Linked DNA regions of Canis lupus: region 1 is linked to region 2. A link is a contact called in public Hi-C data. All regions are on one chromosome and are shown on one strand. Each heading gives the region's core, a stretch centred on a gene start, on an enhancer-like site or on the middle of the called end of the contact. The rest is flanking DNA. Distances are from core to core; before and after follow the strand shown.

Region 1 (6,619 bases), core at 2,279-4,778, 270 kb after region 2:
AGGCCTCTCTGAAATCAGAAATGAAGTGCGACTGTACCAGCATTCAAAGATTCAAAGAAAGAACAGCCTGTGCAAATGCCCAGGGGCAAAAAGGGGCTTGGTGTGTGCAGACAGTAGTAAAGAAACTGAAAGAACAGTAAACAAGACGCAACTCAAGGAAGTTAGAGGTAGGCAAAAGCCAGATCTGCCGAATAAAAATGTGAATTGCATTCTATGTGCAATGAGGAGCAGTTTTACTCTCTTGTTTTATGGGAAATGACACCTATGTAAAAAAAACAAAAAACAAAAAACAAACAAAAAAACTACTGCCCAGTGCAAAATAGATGATCCAGGTGAGTGGTCATGGTAGTTTGGAGGAGAGGGTAGTCATACACAGTTAAGCGAACACGTGACAGAAGTGATTTCTTTAATGGTACAAAATGTGGTATCTTTTTTTTCAAAACGTGATAATTCTTAACAACATTACGTACTAGGTTACCTCTTATAGTTCTTGTAATTCAACATGTGACTGCAAAACATTAACGCAATTCTAAACACATCGTTCCAAAGTAGGAGCTGGGGGGAGGGAGGAGGTGCGGGGAGGGAGTGTATCAAATATAGCCTGCTAACATGTTGTTTTGGCCAAGTTTACTTTTTTAGAATTTGAGTTAATTTGTTATCTAAAAATCAGTATTTCCAATTTCTCTTCAAAATCACTGTATCTGGCAAACGACCATTGGCTAGTGGCAACTGGCTAGAGCACAGGCTTTCTGGTTTACCCCAACCCCCACATCCTGTACCCTTTACTCATTCATATCACCTGCTGGAAAGATATTTCCGTTTTCCACTCTTCCAGTCTGGTACCGTAACTTAGGTGTGCCACAGGCCCTTGTTCATGTAAAAACATCCCAATTCGGATCTTGACATAGGCAGATTCATCTCATCTTGCCTTAACACACAATATTGATCACTAATTGGTTTTAAGTAGCCTGCCATCACCAGTGATAGGCACTAAAATGTTAAGGTCCAGGCAGCGACAATTCCATTCTGATACAACCAAACCAGAGAGGACCAAAAAACGACAACACCTGCATGGTCTCAACATGCCTGATCCTACCAGTCAGACTTTCTCATTTTGCACACCAGGGAGCAACACAAGTACTGTCAGACTGCAAGCTCCAGAAGGTCAGGAACCTGTCCCTCCTCCATCAAAGCCTATGCCAGGCGCTCCAAAATGTGTAAATGTAATCCAAGAGGAGCTCAGCATCTGGCCATCTATGACACACTTGTAAAGGAAAATTCTCAATCTGACGACTTTTCATCCCACTAGAAAGGGGCATCTGTAATTCAAGGGATGCAGAAATGTCACTTACAGTGATCTCCAGGGTGCTGGGTGTGTGAGCGCCTACTATTCCACGCCTGAACAGTGTCGACGCTCTGAAACCTCTTGCGTCTCTACCTCGTCCACTTCATTTTCCCCTCTTCACCCTCACCCCACTTTCACTCCGACCAGAATAAATAAGACACCTCTATCAAAACACTGACCCGTTTTAAGTTTCCAAAATAATTATTTGAACATTTGTAAAGTTCGGGAACTAGCAAAGTCAACCAAAACCCAACCATTTATAACGGGGGGCGGGGCGCGCGCAAAATTTCCTCTTCACGGCCTTTCCAGCGGTGCCAGCATCCACCATCCCCGGGGACGCCCCCTCACCCCCACGCCCCAGCTGGAGGCCCTCGGCCCCGGGTCAAGCCGCTCCACCCCGCCCCCAGTCTCGTTTGCAGAACGGAGACAACAATAACCTCAGCGGGTTTTCCTCCCGTGGGGCTGCAGGAAACATGCTCGTCGCCTGGCATACACTGAGCGTCCAGCTGGGCAGCTCCTGTCAGCATCTTTGCCGTCCCGGGGCGGGGTGGGCCGGGCCGCGCTGGGCTGACAGGCGCTCCGGGAAGGTCACTCACCTGCAGGCGGACGTTGAGCATCATCGAAGCCACGATGTAAAGGTACGGGAAGTTGATGCGCAGCCGCCAGGCCAGGTCGAAGAAGATGAGCAGCGTGCGAGTCAGCCCCTTGCAGAAGACCCCATAGGAGCGGGCGGCGGCCGAGCGCGAAAGGCGGACAGCCAGGCCGGACAGAGCCGCCGCCATATAGACCGGCGCCCGCCGCCCGCCCGCCGCGCACCGACCGGCCGCGGACCCGGCCGCCCGGCGCTCAGAAGCCCGCCCCCGCCCCTCGGCGCCGCGTCGCCCCCGGGCCTCCGCCCCGGCCGCTGGGCCGCGCTCCGCGCGCTGAGGGAGCTAGGGAGGCGGCGGCTGCGAGGCCGGGGGCGGGCGGGCCGGCTTGTGGGGAGGAGAGTCGTCGCGTCACACTAGAGGATGCGCCTCCGCGAGCCGCCGCCTGGTCCCAGCCCGGCCGCGCGGCCTGACGTCACAATGCCCGCGCCGCGCCTGCGCACCTCTGCTCCGCCCCCAGCACCGCCTTCTGCCCCGCCCTCTGTCACCTTCCGCAGGTGAGGCGCGCATGCGTGGGTGAGGCGGGGCGGGATGCTCCCGCAGAGGGGCGGATACGTTGTCTCCGTCTGCCCCCTTATGGTAAGCCGGAAAATTAAAGGAGAAGGTGAACCGGGAATTAGATTGTGCAACGTCAATGTCCTTAATAACGGAAAACTGTACATTTAAAAATTGTGAAAATAGGCAGCTCTTCCTGCCCATGGGTCCTGTCCCTGTGCTTTAATAAAACCACCTTTTCGCACCAAGATAAATAAAACAATTGTTAGAGCAAGTTTTATGTATAGCTAATCAGAATTATAAAAAGCAAACAAAGGGAGGCTTCCTGGGGCGAAGGGGCAGATCATGCTCCCCAGGTAGATGGCTTCACGACCCCAGCCATTGCTGTTCAGGGCCCACTTATATAAAATCGAATCTTTAAAAATTATGATATTAATTAAGCCCGTAGAGTGAAAAGTCAAAATAGTGAAACTTTCAAAACTTCTAGTATTCTGTGTGTGTGTGTGTGTTTTGTTTTTTTTTTTTTTTTTTACAATGAGTTTTTACATTCCTACTTCAGCATATAGGTTTCTTCTATCAAATATTTGCATGGTAAGAAGGTAGACACCTTATTTATTCTCAGACCCGTATTTCACGTCTTCACTTCTGCCCACTAGTGAAAATACGGGAATTTGGTACTGGTGAGGGAAAAAGAGTTTCAATGACAAAATTAAAAGCAAATCTTAAATCCTTTAAGAAAGCAACAGTGTGGGATCCCTGGATGGCTCAGCGGTTTGGTACCTGCCTTCAGCCCAGGGCGTGCTCCTGGGGGCCCAGGATCGAGTCCTGCGTCGGACTCCCCTCATGGAGCTTGTCTCTTTGTGTGTCTCTTATGAATAAATATTTTTTTTTAAAAAGAAAGCAACATTGTGAAATAGATTTATTTATTTATTTATTTATTTATTTATTTATTTATTTATTTTGTGAAATAGATTTAAATGTAAAAATTCTGTGCCCTAAAATGGGTTTGCATTTTTAGAAGTTATTTAAGGGGCACCTCCATGACGAAGTCAGTTGGGTATCTGACTCTTGGTTTTCCTTTCAGTCCTAGTCTCGGGTGGTGATCTCCAGCTTGTGAAACCCAGTTCCCTGTGCTCTGCACTGAGCGCCGAGTCTGCTGGGGTTTTTTTCTCCCTCTCCCACTGCCCCTCTCTCTCTCTAAAATAAATAGATCTTTCTTTTTAAAGCAATTTAAGGGACGCCTGGAGCCTGGGTGGCTCAGTGGTTGAGCATCTGCCTCCTGGAGTCCCGGGATCAAGTCCCACATCAGGATCCTTGTATGGGGTCTGTCTCTCATGAATAAATAAATAAAATATTTTATTTTTTTTTTAATTTTTTATTTATTTATGATAGTCACAGAGAGAGAGAGAGGCAGAGACACAGGCAGAGGGAGAAGCAGGCTCCATGCACCGGGAGCCCGACGTGGGACTCGATCCCGGGTCTCCAGGATCGCGCCCTGGGCCAAAGGCAGGCGCCAAACCGCTGCGCCACCCAGGGATCCCTAAATAAAATATTTTAAAAAAATAAAAGTCATTTAAAAATTCTCTACCCTAAAATAAATTCACATTCAAAATCATTAAAAGAATTTTTTTTGGGGGGGGCAGCCCGGGTGGCTCAGTGGTTTAGCGCCGCCTTCAGCCTAGGGCCTGATCCTGGAGGCCCCAGGTTCCAATCCCACATCCAGCTCTCTGCTGGATTCATTTTTATAAATAAATAAAAAAAAATTTTAAAACCTACTGGTTAAGAAGAATTGCACTTTATTCAGGGGAGTGCTTGGCTGGCTCAGTTGGTGGAGCATGCGACTCTTGATTTCCGGGTTGAGTTCAAGCCCCACCTTGGATGGGGAGATTATTTAAAAATAAAAAATCTTGAAAAAAAGGGAAAAATTGCATTTTTTGATGCTCACAATACTATATTTACTATCCATTGTGTTTCAGGCCAAGACCATTTTATTTTTATTTTTTTTAGATTTTATTTATTTATTCATGATAGGCATAGAGAGAGAGAGAGAAAGAGGCAGAGACACAGTCAGAGAGAGAAGCAGGCTCCATGCAGGGAGCCTTACGTGGGACTCCATCCCGGGACTCCAGGATCACGCCCTGCGCCAAAGGCAGGCGCTGAACCACTGAGCCACTCAGTGATCCCAAGGCCAAGACCATTTTAAATAGATATTTCAGGGTTTTAGGTTCTGGATAGTTTTGTTGTTATTAAAATGATATTTTTCAAAGCATTTGCACAAATCTTTAGTTCCTCTTATTTTTGCAGCATATTTTGCCACATTTATTGCTGCCATTAAAAGCTCACTTCCCCTTTTTTTGTAAGCTATTTTTTCTCTCAGCACTCAGTGGATGCTATCTTTGAGGATGCAGAATACATGCTGCTGAATTATCATCTGCATTCAAGCTATCCTTCCCAAAAAAGCAAAATGAACACTTCTTTATACAGTATTTAGAAAAATAAAGATTTTGAAGGCTAGAGTCTTCAGTGGAAAATTTGCCAAAGACACAAAATCAATCTCACAATGTGTGAACAGGTTTGGAGATCAGCTGAATTTATTCTTAGACCTGTAAAAATTTTCACTGGTGGAGATTTGGCAGTCCTGTTTATTAGAAGTATGTTGAAAGACCAGATGGGCTGCAGGGATGTGAGATATGGAGATATATATATATATCCATATATATATATGGATATATATATATATATATATCCTCCCTGGTTACTCATTTCTTTTCTCTAAATGCCATTGAAGTAATGAGGCATATTTAACAAGCCATTCAGTTACCATAAACAATGGTAAACAACATCACCACACTGAGCAAGGTAAAAAGCCTTATGTAATTAGACACAATGGGAGGTTAAAGAGAACACGAAGGAATGTTAACAAGATTTGAAGTTTAATATATATCCAGGTTAACTAGTTCCAAGCTATAGAGTAGGCTGGTAAATTAGTCTAGCTTCCTGACTTAACATTTAACTCAGCCCCAATTTTCTGGCGTCTCTGGGAAGACATTCTGCTAATTTTAATTTGAGAACCAGGCAGAATTAATTATAAGTCAATGTGAAACGTATTTTCAGGACACCTGGGTGGCTCAGCTGTTTAGTGCCTGCCTTTGGCCCAGGGCATGATCCTGGAGTCCTAGGATCGAGTCCCATGTCAGGCTCCCTGCATGGAGCCTGCTTCTGTCTCTGCCTCTCTGTGTCTCTCGTGAATAAATAAAATCTTAAAAGAAAAAAAAGAAATGTATTTTCATAAAGGCATGTAAAGTTTATAAGAGAAGATAGGAGAAAAGATGCCAAGGCATATAAGAAAATAATTTTATTAAGCCTTGATCTAGAGGTACCAGGTGAGTTATCTACAATCTTCTTTCCTGCTGTTGGAGCAGTGACTCAGGTGAGAGAAATAGTTGTCTTTTTTCTTTCCAGCTTCAAATGATGAGAAAAGCACAGGGAAGCAGAGTTCCACATTCAGCAACTTCTTTTAGCCCCATGACCTGGTTCTGTAAAATGAGGATAAGGACACCCATCCTACAGGGTATTTGTGAGAAATAAATGAGAGCAAGTATGCACTGGCACTGTCCTAGGCAGATGGAGGGCACCCAGAAAGTGGTAGTTATTTTCATGCTTAGGGCCCTTGAGTCCTTAGAATACAAGTTTAGTGGCTCCATTAATAATCATAAATAGGGGCACCTGGCTTGTTCAGTTGGCAGCACATGCGACTCTTGACCTGGGTGTCATGAGTTCAAGCCCACGTTGGGGGTAGGGCTTCCTTAAAAAGAAAAAAAAGAAATTCCAATTTTGAGGCTCTCAATGTAATAAAAAATAAAGAAATAGAAAAATATAAGGTTACCAAAAATATATATAGTTCTCAAAAAAATCATTGTAATTAATAATACTTAACTATGGATCACAAGCAACCCCAAGAATGAGACACCTCAATGATGTGGCTGGAAGAAAGGATGGACCCAAATGATCCAAAATGTTGGTCAGAAATAATTTATATTCCTTTGCTCATTCCCATGGAAACTTGGAAGGGTGGGGCGGATTTAAACATGAGAGCTCAGTTGCCATTATAAGAAAATTCAAGTTTCCAGTT
Region 2 (6,569 bases), core at 1,715-4,214:
ACTTAAATGTACTATTGTCATTTTGTGTGTTTCATTCATTTTTCTTTAAAGGCCTTCCTGGCAATTTATTAAACCAGATGAAAGTTTTGTTTTTCTTTCTTTTCTTCCTTCCTACCTTTCTTTCAAAAAGATAATTTTAACATAGTCATTAAAGAGAATAGGCTCTGGAATCAGACTTCCTGGGATCATAAATATGATCTTAGCTTTATAACCTCAAAAAAAGTAAATTCCCATGCCTGCATTTTCTTATTTGTAAAACAGATATAATAACAACAATAATGATAACTCCTATCTCATAAGGTTGTTCTGCAGATGAAAAATACCTGTGAAGCACATTAGTAAAAACACAATAAAAGTTAACTGCTTTTATCATTACTACTACTTACCTAAGTATTAGGTACATAAGAGATGATTAAGTTTAAAAGCTAAAATTTCTCAGTATATCTACATTTGATTGTCTCATTACAATCATGAGTGTTTCTTGAATAAAATAGTATAAAGTGAGGGTTCCCTGGGGCTTAAAACTCTCCCAAACTTACCAATATTAGTGGCTCCAGCATCCACACTATTTTCTACCAACTCCTTCACAGCAGTACTTAGACTCAGTACCACTTGTCCAGAACAAATCTGATGGACTGACTTCCGATCGATAGGTTTGATGGCCTTAGCAAGTTCTGTACTAAAGACATCAGTTACAAGAAACAAAGCGAGTATACATTTATGTATTTTCATCCTGGTTTTAACTGCAGTAAATGATTCACTTCTGTTAAGAGCTAATGGGTCTGATGTATTCATTTATTATATTCATGAATCCACTGATTACACTCATAAATATAAATGCTGACCTACAACCCTTATACATCTGTAAAAATCTTCTGAATAGATACTTCAATGCAATGGATATTTAGAAATTTAATTATACTGGGATCTACATGGAGGAGACACATGTACTATTCAACCTATGGGTAAATAATCTTTGGCGACAATGGGATCTTCTTCTGAAAAGTGAAAGCAACACTTCTCACACGTTTTGAAAACCCAACAGTATGGTGGGAAATACAGTGTTTATGTGAAAATAAAAAGCCATCTTAGAAACTGGGTGGCTCAGTGGTTGAGCATCTGCCTTTCGCTCAGATCATGATCCCAGGATCCTGGGATGGAGTCTTGCAGCAGGCTCCCAGCAGGGAGCGTGCTGCTCTCTCTGTCTATGTCAGCCTCTCTCTCTCTGTGTCTTGTGAATAAATAAATAAAATCTTAAAAAAAAAAAAAAAAAGGAACTAAGTACCCATTATATAACCATTTCCACAGGAGCCTTTGAATCTCCCCTCCAAATCCAGGCTGCCAGCTGCTGCCTTAGTAAAAACACCCAAAATTCTTGATGTACCTACTTAAAGAGTTTTGCAACCAATTTGCTTCTACTTTCTCCCTGTTCCAATCCACCCTCCGCTACCACCAAAAAAAAGCTACTTAATTTACATAATTGCTTAATTTAATTAAACAAGCTTTAGGGGGGAAAAAATCTACTAGCATCCCACTGTTTGCTATCTGAAAATCTAGTCATGTGAAAAACTGGATCCCAGTCTACTTTTCTCTCATTCTCTGCAATCCTCTGTTCACCAATTCCCCTATGTTCTAGTCATAGCAAACTGTTTCCTGAATATCACAAGCTCTTTTAAACATTGCACGTTGGGGATCCCTGGGTGGCCCAGCGGTTTGGCGCCGCCTTCGGTCCAGGGCGTGATCCTGGAGACCCGGGATCGAGTCCCACGACGGGCTCCCGGTGCATGGAGCCTGCTTCTCCCTCTGCCTGTGCCTCTGCCTCTCTCTCTCTGTGTGACTATCATAGATACATAGATACATAGATAAATAAATTTAAACACTGCACGTTGTCTATACAGGTCTAAATCGTTCCCCTCTTCCTCCTCTGCCTGGCAAACTCCTGCTCATCCCAAGAACGTATTCCTTGCGTCCGTTAGTTTAGCAATTTCTTGTAAGGGTCTTAACTGATAATGTGGGTATAACAGAACCCAGGCGCCTCCCTGAGAGAGAAATCTTTGGGTCCTCTCCCACAACTTCTAACACATAGCAGACCCTCAGTAAGCCCTTGTAAAACAAGCAACATCTTTACTCTTTGTTCCACCTTGCAAAAAAATTTCACTCGGGTTTCTCTTAAATATGAAAACCCCAGATGACAACATAAAGTGGAAAGAAGTTTTTCTGACACTTTATTTGGGAACACACCCCAAGCTGCCAATTCACTTCGGATACTTATTTTGAGCACGGGGGATGAGACACTGAAACCCGGACAGTGACCTGGGGTTCAGGACCCTGAAACTCCCTCCGAATCGGGTTATTAGCCAGAAATGACACACTCAAGGAGATCCAAAAGTTCTGCTTTTCTAAAACCTGTGCTGCTATGCAAATTAGCATGTGCCTTGAAGCTTCCCCAAAATAACATCAATTTTGAAAGAGAAAGAAAGAAAGAAAGAAAGAGAGAAAGAAAGAAAGAAAGAAAGAAAAGAGTGAGAAACCAGGTAGAAGGGAAATGAATTCATTCTCTGGGGATGTCGCGCTGTCTGGAGAGCGGGCCGGATCCCCGCGACGACCTCGACCGCACAGTGTCCCCCCAAAGGGCCCCCGCGCGGGCTCGCCTAGCACCGCGGTCTCCCTCCCCTCCCTTCATGGAGTCTGGAACGCCGTGGGCCTCAGGAACGGCGACCGCGAAGGGACACCGCACGCACCGCTCACCTCGGCCCTTCGGCTCGCTCCATGGATCCAGAACCCGACCCGCCTCCTGGACTCGGGACAGTTCCCGCCGCCGCTCCCACGGAGGCTCCGCCTCCCTGCCTCCCATTGGTTGCTTCCGGGACTGTGCCCCGCCCCTTCCGGATGGGGCAGCCGACGCTTCCCACCCCTCCTTCTTGCCGATTGGTTGTGTAAAGAGTCGAGGCCGCGACGTCCAAAGCACGTGGGCCAATCAGACCGCACGGACTGCGCTTTCCTGAACGGCCGCAGCCGGAGCGGAAAGGAGGTGGTCGCGGTCTCTCGTGGTCTCGGGCGGTTTTTAAGCGTCCGTGCCCCCCACTTGCCACGTTCCGTCTTTTGGCTCCCACGATGCCAATGTACCAGGTAAAGCCCTATCATGGGGGCAGCGCATCACTCCGTGTAGAGCTTCCCACCTGCATGTACCGGCTCCCCAACGTGCACGGCAGGACAGGCAGCCCCGCGCCGGACGCAGGCCACGTGCAGGTAGGAGCGTGCGGCCCCGCCCCGCCCCCACTCGTCCTGAGTGTACATTTTTCCACCCCGTCTAGTGCGCAGGCGCTTAGTTTCATCCGCCCGCCTTCCTGCAGTGCGCAGGCGCTTACTCTCATCGGCCCGCCTTCTGCCCAGGGCGCAGGCGCCGTGGCCGGGTCGTCGGGGTTGAAGGACCGTGGGCCTGGGGTCAGACCTGGCCGCCTGCCCCCCCCCCCGCCCCCGCTTTCATGCTTCCGCCAGTTTCGCGTTCCAGTTGTGTCTATTAAAAGTTCTATTCCTCTTGTATCTATTTCGTTTTCCGCCTACGGCTCCTAAAGCTTTTTTGCTACCAGATTGTGGCCACAGAAATATGAGCAGCACGTAAATGCTCATTTTTAGGAATTCTAAAGCGATCCTCGCTGTCACCGCTGCTACTTAGGGTAACAGGACGTTGTCTGCACCCTGCTGTGTGGGGCTGCCTCCCCCTGACCTGGCTCCCGTGGCGTCGGCGGGGCGGGGCGGGGCGGTTGAGCTTCGCTGCTGTGCGCTGAGGGGCGGGTCTGCATCGGTGCTGCGGTGGGCAGGCGCACCTGTGCATGAGCAGGCCTGGGGTGTGCACCGGCGCTGGGGAGGGGAGGTGGACTGTCATCCTTTGGGCTAGGTAAACCGCTTTCCGGAGCGGCCTGTGTGCAGGTGTGTGTGCCTGGGCCGTGAGCACTGAATTCCTGGTTCTTGCACCCTCCCCAGAGCAGGTGGGTGGACCGTTGGAGCTTGATGTGGTTTTTAGCTCAGGTTTTTCAGACTTCTACATCAGCGGATCGCCTTGTCGTGTTGGCTGGCCATTTTGGCACACTCTCTTGTAAAGCGTCTGCCCAGGCCTTTCGGGTTTTTTGTTGGCAGCAGATACCCATCTTAGGTTTCCAGCAAGAGAAACCTTCTGTCCATTCGGGCTGAAGATGAGTGAACGGGTAACTTTTATAGTCCATTTTCCCATGGAGTGTTATCCTTCACTTTAAGTAGGCTCCAGGCCCCGTGTGGAGCTCAATTCAGGGCTTCAACTCACAACTCTGTAGATCATGACCTGAGCCAAGATCAAGAATCCAGGAGGCTTAACTGGCTGCGCCAACCATGCGCTCCTCCTTCACTTTCTCTTAATAGCCTTCTGCCTATATGGGAAGGCAAACGGTTGGGTTAGTTGGAAAACAAGGACACAATTGTCTCACCAGAGAGCTAAGATGGAAATAGCACCATGATCCAGTGTGGCTCAACTGGACAGTCCCACTGAACTGAAAAGAAAACCCAGACTCAGAGTTGGAAGTGTCACAGCTCATTTGAGATCAAGTCTTTTTTTTTTTTTTTTTTTTTTTTGGTGTGCTGCTAACTTCCTTGGACTTTCAGCTGTGAACTTCTAACTTATAAGACACCTAGATCCTCTTGATTAGCAGATCATAATAATATAGACCGATAATTAGAAATCAAGCATATTAAAGGCAAATAGGAGCAGCAGAAAGAATAAACTGCTTCTAAAATACATATAAAACAAATGGATAGACATGTGCCATGTCACAATCTCATCTCAACAGGAAAACAAGCCAACAAACAAGGTTAAAGGTACAGGTAAAGCAGATCTTGAGTATTTCCTCATTCCTCACATCCAGAGGAGTGATACCAGCCTGTGCTGGGCTTCCAGTCACAGGACACATTACGAATGTACTATTTGTTTCAGGCACTGTTTACTCTGTTGACCGGGACATGGAATCCAGTAGGTGCTTCTTTGCCCTGGTTTATCAGGGAGCTTCCTGCCACTTGTAGAATTGAGCAAGGTAATGCACACACACAATGCACAAATCAGGCTGGTTGGAAGTGATTGGAATGCTACTTGAGGACTATCATTGAGGAATGGAAGGATATTACACACTAGTAGCCCTATTCATCACACACCTTGCATTCACTTATTTCCATCAAAACATAATTGTTTAATTGGTGCACTCAAGTCTTTATACCTCTTTACCCACAGGTCAGTCATCTTACATATCTTTGCTGTTTGATCAAAAACAAGAGCCAGGCTAGCAGAGATGAGAAAATGCAGATGAGGCTCTTGGAGAAGATGGAGAAGTGTCCCAGATAGAGAGAAAAGAATAAACAAAAGCTGTGTGGCAGGTGGGGGCATGGTGTGTTTAGGGACCCAAAGGACAGCACAGGGGAGCCATATGTGAGAGGAGGTAGCCAGAGGACAGGTCATATGAGCTATTTCTTAAGCAGGTTCAGGGCTTTGATTTTTAGCTAAAGCCTTAGAAGTTAACACAGAGGTGGGGTAATGGAGTTGACATTTGTTATAATCTCTGGCTGCCATCTTAGGGATGAATTGGAGGGATGACCACAGTGGGAACAAGGTGGACACAGGCCAAGTGAAAGTGGTGTCTTGAACTTGGGCAGCGACAGCCGAGGCAAGCTTAGAAACCAGTGGATTCCAGAAAATGAACAGCATCTGGTGATGAATTCAATCTGTGAGAGGGCAGTGTTACCAGTGACTATGGGAGGAAAAAAAGTTCCCAAGAAAGTGAGGCTTACCAGCATACAAATACAATGTATCATGAGTGCATATTTATAGTCCTGGTCCTTGCCACATGGATTGTTTTGTCTGGTTATGAGCATTTTCTTCTTAACACATTCTTTGTGCTCAAAATGGATTATCCTTTATAAGAGCTTATGAATCTGGAAATGGGTTATACAGTGTGACTTTATTAAGAGGATTCTTATTGCTTTTTTCTTTTTAAAGATTTTATTTATTCATTCATGAAAGATACAGAGAGAGAGGCAGAGACACAGGCAGAGGGAGAAGCAGGTTCCATGCAGGGAGCCTGATGTGGGACTCAATCCTGGGTCTCCAGGATCAGGCCCTGAGCTGAAGGCGGCACTAAACTGCTGAGCCACCCGGGCTGCCCCATTGTTAATGCTTTTTAAAGTAAGTCTGTAGAGATTTGAGATTGCTTCCTCAGTAGATGTTATTGGTTACTTACTGTGTTGCAGTCACTATAACAGGCAAGAAAGATGCAAAGATTCATTGAACTAAGGACGTAAGCATTCCATACTTAGGAAGTTTTACGTTTCAGCAGTGAAAATGATCTGGATGATTCTAAGATAAGAGTGCCAGTATCCCCTTGAGAATGGGGCGGGGAAATGATCAACTGACTCCACGGACATACCTTTCATTTTCCTATTAGTATAAATTGCTGAGTTACATTCTCATTGCACTTCCCCATCTTTTTCTCTTTGTTAAATAAGCAAAGTAATGTGAACTGATTTGACATTAAAAATAAAGAACAATTATT

Evidence for each region. Hi-C and Micro-C count contacts between places; a contact is called where the count stands out from the background.
Region 1: a Hi-C map of blood shows a contact between it and region 2, with 3 times the contacts expected there. The contact joins the promoter of LOC100683001 here to the promoter of AIMP2 in region 2. A contact is called at or near these places in 3 of 9 Hi-C or Micro-C datasets (blood and skin fibroblasts).

The regions. Positions count from the first base shown.
Region 1 is chr6:11,791,685-11,798,303 of UU_Cfam_GSD_1.0, forward strand. LOC100683001 (small integral membrane protein 10-like protein 2A) reads right to left here and starts at 3,529. Exons shown (of 3, transcript XM_038541713.1): 1 at 3,524-3,529; 2 at 1,942-2,277. The coding sequence starts at 3,529. It overlaps LOC119876354 (a long non-coding RNA gene), which reads right to left. Exons shown (of 2, transcript XR_005360613.1): 2 at 5,828-6,292.
Region 2 is chr6:11,518,629-11,525,197 of UU_Cfam_GSD_1.0, forward strand. It overlaps AIMP2 (aminoacyl tRNA synthase complex-interacting multifunctional protein 2), which reads left to right and starts at 2,965. Exons shown (of 4, transcript XM_038539475.1): 1 at 2,965-3,249. The coding sequence starts at 3,115. PMS2 (mismatch repair endonuclease PMS2) reads right to left here and starts at 3,201. Exons shown (of 15, transcript XM_038539467.1): 1 at 2,749-3,201; 2 at 540-674. The coding sequence starts at 2,854.